Linked DNA regions of Gossypium hirsutum: region 2 is linked to region 1. A link is a contact called in public Hi-C data. All regions are on one chromosome and are shown on one strand. The core of a region is the stretch at or near the end of the contact, and the rest is flanking DNA. Distances in the headings are between cores, read along the strand shown.

What was found. Hi-C and Micro-C count contacts between places; a contact is called where the count stands out from the background.
Region 2: a contact with region 1 is called in a Hi-C map of leaf, with 1.6 times the contacts expected there. The contact joins the enhancer-like site here to the promoter of LOC107895152 in region 1. A contact is called at or near these places in 2 of 34 Hi-C or Micro-C datasets (callus and leaf).

The regions. Positions count from the first base shown.
Region 1 is chrA13:89,869,846-89,873,732 of Gossypium_hirsutum_v2.1, reverse strand. LOC107895152 reads left to right here and starts at 1,603. Exons shown (of 5, transcript XM_016820400.2): 1 at 1,603-1,837; 2 at 1,966-2,026; 3 at 2,514-2,789; 4 at 3,333-3,613; 5 at 3,699-3,887. The coding sequence starts at 2,676. The coding sequence ends at 3,783.
Region 2 is chrA13:90,032,759-90,036,631 of Gossypium_hirsutum_v2.1, reverse strand. No RefSeq gene overlaps it. Among protein-coding and RNA genes, the nearest start is that of LOC107895149, 4.7 kb to the left of the region's middle. Within about 2 kb of position 1,816, at least 9 of the 9 cell types and tissues checked have an H3K27ac peak or open chromatin away from gene starts, as enhancers often do. A contact at or near this core is called in leaf, where this site is marked.

The sequences.
Region 1 (3,887 bases), core at 354-2,853:
TAACATTTTATTTTTCGTTTGATCTCGCATTGTTTTAGTGTTTTTGTTACTTTCTTTTGTATATTTTCTATATCTTTCTCAATTTCACTTATTTTAAATTTCTCTTTTATATATTTCTATGTTTTAAAGATTTATGTGATATTTAATTTAAATATTCTTATACATTTTCTATATTTTAACATAATTTAGCTTAAATTTTTTTTATTCTATGTATATATTATTGATGCTATATTATTTTATGTATATATTTTCTTTAAAAATCTATTAATATAAAATTTATTTCCTATAAAGACCCTATTTTATCATATATTTTTGTTTATTTCAAATACTTTTATATCTTTTTATATTTTCATATATCAATTATTTATATTAAGTTTTTTTTTCATATATCATATATGTATTATTTTGTATATTACTTACTTTATAATATTTATTTTTAAAATTCATTTGTATATTACTATTTTATATATAATTTATTTTTATCTTTTTACCTATTTTAAACTCTTATATCTATTACTTGTTTTAAAATTTTTGTATTGTTTGTATAACGATGTTTTCAAATTTTCTTTCTTTTATATTATTCATTTTATTTTATTTTAAAACTCGTTATATTCTATTTGTGTAATTTGCTTGGAATTTCTTTTAAAATTGGCTTTTAATTCATTAGCCTTCGGTTATTAATATTAGTGTTTGTATAATGTATGACGTGTTGCCATTGCATGTACCCTAATTTGTTCCTTTGAGTTTTCTTATTATTTTTTATCATTCATGTAATACTATTGCTACGTATTTTTATTTCATGCTCGATACTATGCTTGTTTGTTTCTTATTATCACATCAAGTTTTAAATTCCAAATTTTCACCCAATATCAATTGCCTTTTGTCCTTAAGTAAACTAAACGAATATATTTCAAGTTCGTTTTTATAATCGCTCCTATTTAAAAACTTCTCAAATCAAAGTACTATTTCATGTTTAGTGATACGAGAAATCGTGTTCTAATGTGCTGGATTTCGATTTTTCATTTGATCGAATAACTAAATATACTTTCGAAATTTCGTCCATGTTTTCTTAAATTAAAAAACAATGCAATACTTCGTGTTTGGAAATTCGAGAAATTGTGCCCTAATGTACTGGGTTTTAATTTTTCGTTTGACCAAACGGCCAAATATCCCTTTTGAGTTTTCAATGCATGAGTTTCAAAAATCAAGAGATTGATCTTGATTCTGAGGGTTTAAAAGGTTGTGTCCTAACGTGCTGGATATGATATTATTTTCTTGGGACAAGAGAATCTTAACATCCAATTCAAGTTATTCAAATGTTTTTTAAAAGAAATTATATTTTAAAATCTTTTCAAATTTTCGACATTAGGACATTAATTAATCAATTAGGTATCAATTTTAAGTATCAATTTTAGGCGTTGCGAGGATGCCAATCCTTCCTCGTACGTAACCGACTCCCAAACCCGTTTTCTTAAATTTTGTAAGCCAAAATTAATATTTTAATAAAATAAAATATCCACCATCTAAATTTTTTTAAAATAAAAATGGTTTCAACACCTGCTATTTAATTTTGGTTCTTAACTACCTTCTTGCTTCAACACAATTTGTGACATTACCACTATTCATAATAGCCTCAAGAAAATCACACTCCGCTTATATATTGCTCGAGTTTCAAAGCAAAACCGCTACAATGTTATAGTGGGTCACGAGTTCCGATTAATTAAATGAGTAAAAGCGGGCAGCCATCGCAATTTTACAGCACTTGTATTTCAGAGTCTTCACCGTCTACTCTTCAGTAGCTTAATTCCGATTGGTCTTTTTACACGGCTGCCTTGCGGTCTGGTTTAATTCTCTGTTAATTTTTCTCTTCATTTCTCGGATCTTTTGCCTATTTTCATTTTTTCCTCTCTGTTTCTTTTCAAATGTCGCATGCCTGATCTCTGTTTTTCTGGCCATCGATACTAGATCCAGTAAGTGTTATGGATGCCCAGATGTCGATCGACAACGCGCTCATTTAAGAATTCAAGTATCCTCAATTAATACTTGTAATCTTTGTTTATTTCTGTGACTGTTCAGTTAGATTTCTTCATCAAATAGTTTAATTTCGCAAAAATTATATGCAGATTTCATTTTTTTTATCTATCCATTTTATTCGGTAAAAGACCTGCAAATTCTTTGAAGAAAAGAGGGGGAAAAAAGAATTCCTTGTAAACTAAACGAGAATAATCTGGAAGTTTACTTTTTTTTTTCTTTTGAAAAAAATAGTCATCATGCATTTATTTTTCATCTCTTCTTCAAATTCAAAGAAAACTTTGCTTTCTGTTGCGTATGAACTTCTTAAAATTTTTTGAAGACATTCAAATTTGAGAGAAGAGATGGATTTGAACTCAACCTAAATACCGACTTATAAACTCTTGTAGTTGTTGGGGGAATGTTTTAAATTAAGAAAAATATTTAAGTTTGACCGGTGAGATATCTTGTTTCCTTGAGCAAAGCATTTTTTATTTCAAAAGGAATAAAATCGCGCGCGAGCCATGCCAGCTCTGAATTTAATCGTTGGGTGATCGCGCGATTAAGGAATGTAGGCCGCCGGTGTGTGGACATGGTTAGAAAAGCTGGCTGAATTTTAATGCACAACCGACTTACTCCTCCTATAAATACTAAATAGGTTCCTCATGTCTTTGGCCGTCCTTTGCAAAAACTACATGATGCGTCCCTTTTTGTCGTCCCGTTTTCAGTATTCAATGGAGCCGTTAAAACGACGTTTCATTTTGCGTAAAAAGCCGAAGGTATGTAGGGAACTCTAAACTCTTTTTTACAGTTGTGTTTCGCCTTCATTATATTTTCCAGCTTGTTCTAACACATCATCAACAGTCAAAGGTTGTAACATGTAGTTTAAAGCAAACATGAAATAGTTGTCTTGGCTAAAATTGATAAGATCCTTAACTTTAGATTTAGAATGAATTTACGTATATATTTTCAGGAATGTGATGTAAAATTGATATATTAACTTCATGTAGCAAATTATCTATGCAAAATCCATGACATATAGGTAGATTTATGTAAAATTAGAATTCTTTAAAGACAAAATTTCCCTGAATGATTGATATTACATTAAGAAGTATTTTATGCCATGCAATTGTTTTCTACTAAAAACAAAATTTAGGGTTTCCAACTTAAAATCTTTTTAAAAATTTATTGTGAACTTTAGTTTCATTATTTTTTGGTAATGTCTTTGCTTTAAAATTCTGATACAAAATTTAGTAATTAGAGATTGATATTCGTTTTGTTACTTAACTTTGCTCTAAATTTTGAATTATGTTGGGAATTAGAGAAAGATGAAGTCAACAAAATACATGAAGAGTTTTGAAAGGTTGAAAATAGATATGAAAAAAATCAGCAAAGAGCAGCAAAGCATCAAAGAAGGGCAAGGTCAAGTTGAAGCAAAATTCAATGCTATCGAACAAGAATGCAAGCAGCTTTGCGACGAAATTGATCTAATGATCCGATGCAGTGCCAACACTCAAATCCGTCTCGGCCTGATGTTCAGTATCCTCAAGGCAAGACAACAAGCCGATTTCGGCACTGCTGCTCAATTAACTGGATTACTCCGGTAATGTTTTTGTTTTTGTTTTTGTTTTCAATGGATAACTTTTAATTAATGCAATTTTGCTAAAATTAATTTCAACTTTTTGCAGTGAAATTGTGGGCAGAGATGATGAGTACAAAAGTGAAGAATCTGGAGTCCGTACTGATGTGCAGGGAAAACATGTGGTTACTTAATGGACTAAATGTGAGGTGTTAAACGTAGGAAGTCATGTTGATTAGATTTCAAGCATTTTTTCTTGTATCATTTTTAAGCTATGGAGTTGAATAAAAATATTTGA
Region 2 (3,873 bases), core at 567-3,066, 160 kb before region 1:
TCCGAAATAAGACGGCTAGGAACAAACACGCTTTGGGCCTCATCGATGCACAAAGGTGGAGCACCTTCTGAAATCTGTTCACTAACATTTTTTTATGTAATTTTGAATAGAATACATAGACTGATAGGGCGAAAATGAGTTATGTTACTGCGATCGCTAACTTTGGGGATTAAAACAATGTGTATGATTAATGGAATAAAAAGGCGCATCACCTTTTAGTATGTCAATACAGAAGCATCAGACATTATTGCCAACGTTATGCCAAAAACGTTGATAAAACACAACGCCCAAACCATCCTCCCTAGCTGCCTTAAGAGGACTCATTGAATTAAGAGCAACAACTACCTCATCATTTGTAAAAGCACGTCCCAGCCTCTCATTCATCGCATCTAAAATACACCTTTCAACCCTTGAAAGAATAGCACTAGCATTTGCACTTCCTTGCAAAGTGAATAGCCCTTAAAATAGTCTCCGGCAATGCATCCAAAACCCTCATCAGATTCAACCAACCTACCATCACCAGCCTCCAATCCCTGGATACGATTCCTACAGCGCTTCTGAGTAACACAATGGTTGAAAAATGCCAAATTACGGTACCTATGTTTCAACCAGTTGGCTCTAGCTCGCTACTTCCAATAAAGCTCTTCTTTATCATAAGCAAGATTCAACACAAGCTTCACATCAACTAGGTCGTCCAAAACCTCCTCAGTTGGATCCATCCCATTTAGCAAATCAAGTTGTCTCTATAAATCTAATCCAGTCATCTTTTTACCACGCTTGAGTTTCCGAGCCCACACAAGCAAACCCTCACTCACAGTTTTAAGTCTATCCAGAACAGACCTCAACAAACCATCCCACAACCTCCTAACTTCAGCTTCACACGATGGCTCTAGCAGCCAAGCCGCCTCAAATTTAAAATACCACGAACTAGAGGAAGAACCTATGTGTGTTTCTTGTATCAAGTAGAATGGAACAATGATCTGAAAAAATCCTCGACAGATGGGACAGCTTATAATATGGGAACAGTTGGCTCCACGCCTCATTTGCCACACCTCTGTTGAGCCATTCCTGAATATTGTTATGAACCTTTCTGCCCCTTTCCCAAGTAAATCAAACCCCAGTATACCCCAGGTCCTCCAACGAACAATCAGCCAAATCATCCAGAAAAGAGGACAAAGCAGCAGTACACCCTATTTCTCAAAAGAAAAAGCAATTTCATTAAAATCCCCAAAAATGAGCCAAGGAACATTCGGACAGTCGTCCAATTGCTGTAAATGATTCCAGGAATCCGCCCTTCGTGGCTCTTCGGTGCCCAAAAAAACCTGTACACCTCCAACATTTACCATTAAAGTCTTCATTTATCAAAACATCGATATGGCTTCCTGAATAAAACCGTAAAGAGACATTGTAGTTTGGCTTCCAACCGAACGAAAGCCCCCTACTACCAATAGAACAAACATCCACTCCATTTGGATATCCACACATCCTATGTACTTTCTCCATACGATTAATCTATAATTTAGTTCAGCGAGAAAAATTACAGAGGGGTTAAGATCTCTTAGCACATGCTGAAGGCGGCCTACAGTCTGAGAATTCCTCAAACTCTAGAGATTCCAACATAAGGTTTTCATGGCGACCGGCTGGATTGCTAAGCTAGGCCTGCCGATAAAGAAATAGAAACATCCTTCGAGACTAGACAACTAGGCTCCTCTGACTCATCTTCTTAGACACGAGGCCGCTTCAGACCATCCAAATGCAGAACCGATCTGTCATCCCCAACACAGCACATTACCTCGTGTCTATCGACATGCGTAAGCCCAATCGGTTGAGACTGAACCAAGACACCAATAGGCCCAGAAAAGGCCCTATTGCGTGACCCCATGAAAGAAGCCCAACAACATTATTCTTGACCACTATATTCTCAACCAAACCAGCCTTTTGATTTATTCCCATATTTGTAGGAGGAAAAATCGGCCCTGTTACCGTCATCCCCCAATTCATAGGATTTGACATCCCTTTAATCTGTCCCTTTGTACCCGCATCTTCCCTTAACCAGATGCTCGTTGGTGCCACTACCTGCCTAGTTGGAGCCCGTAGAGTGATGTCCCACTCAAACTCGAAGTCTTGCTTTTGCTGAAGTATCCAAATAGGGCAGAAACCCTCCTCATGGCCAAGCTTCTTACAAAGAAAAAAAAAAAGAAGAGAAAGTCAACTTCTCATATTCAAATATCAGATAATCCTACTTGCCATTAACTAGCACAATCTTCTTCTTCCTCTTCAACGGCTTACGAATATCAAACCGGACTCGAACTCGCGTGACACTTTTATACCCCAACGAGATTGCTTTCGCATCATATTCATGGAATTTCCCGATAAAAGTACCCAACTACTTTTCCACCATCTCAAACATAAACCCGTGAGGTAAATCATGGACTAACACCCAGAAATCCATAGTAACCAATGGCACCACCATAGGGTCCTCCCCATCCTTAAGCCGATGCATAATGATAAGATGAGAGTTAAAATTAGACGGACCCCCCACCGCAATCCGATTCGCATCAACCGAAAAATATAGTGACCCTCATTCAGATTTGAAATTGAGATACCCCCAATCAGATGCCAAAAATTTGCTAGAGTTGATCGCATCGACCGAAAATTAATCACACTTGACGTTAAGAAAGAACCCACAAAGTAGTTCCCATAAAACACCCCACCCTCTGGACCTTCCGAACCCAACAGCAGTGCAGCCTCTTCCTCCTCACTAATGGAGAGATCAGCGAGAGTCTCTTCCACAATCGCCATTCACGACCAATACAAAACAAGCATGACCAAAACTGGAAAAACAAAAGAAACAAGAAAGAAAGGATGAGAAAAAAGAACGTGCCAAAAAGTAGAGAAATATATTTTAGTTTATAAACTTTTTAATTATATAAATTATTAAATAAATTATTTCTTCTTTATCCATATATAATTTTCCTTGGTAAGGGCATCCACATTTGTTAAGATATTATTATGGAATATTATTTTTAGGAATATCTAAATATATTGTATATCTTTTAGGTATATATTTAGGAATATATTATATATCTTTGGCTTAATTATAAATTTAACTATTAATGTTTGTATATTTTATCAAAATTACTCTAATTATATTTTTTAGCCTTTTTTGATTATCAACTTTTGATTTTTTTTTTCAAATTGCTCTTTCGAACATATTTAATGAATAAAATCAAGGTTTCAATCGTTCTTTTTTATTTTTAAAAGCTTTCAATCTTTCGTATATTTATTTATTGAGAAGTTTTTCTACTAAATTAATTTTTTTACATAATTACGTTTATTTTCTTCAAATTAAGAGTTATTTTTTTAATTTCATGTATTATTTATTTATTTTATTATTTTTCACATGTAATTATCTTATAGGGTTATTTAAGTAATAAATTACATTTCATTAAAAATATTCCACATATAAAATTCCAAATCATCCCTATTAACTTTTTTAATGGTACTTTTATTAAATATGTTAGGAAAAGTAATTTGAAAAAAAGAACAAAAGTTGATGGCCAAAAAATGCTCAAAAATATAATTAGAGCCATTTTGACAAAACATGCGAACATTAGTGGCCAAAATTGTTATCAAGCCTATATTTTTCTTATTCCTACGTGGCTATTACAATATATATATTACGTATACTCTTGAAGTCTATGAATAAGATTGAAAGGAATTACCTTATTCTTGTCAGCATTATTGCTGATTAAGTCTTAATTCAATTGGCATCGACATTGTTCCCACTGTAGAAGGATGTGGATTCGAGCTCATTGAAGCACATTATCCTCCTATTTAAAGGTTAAGGAAAGGCTATAGATAATTTTAAGT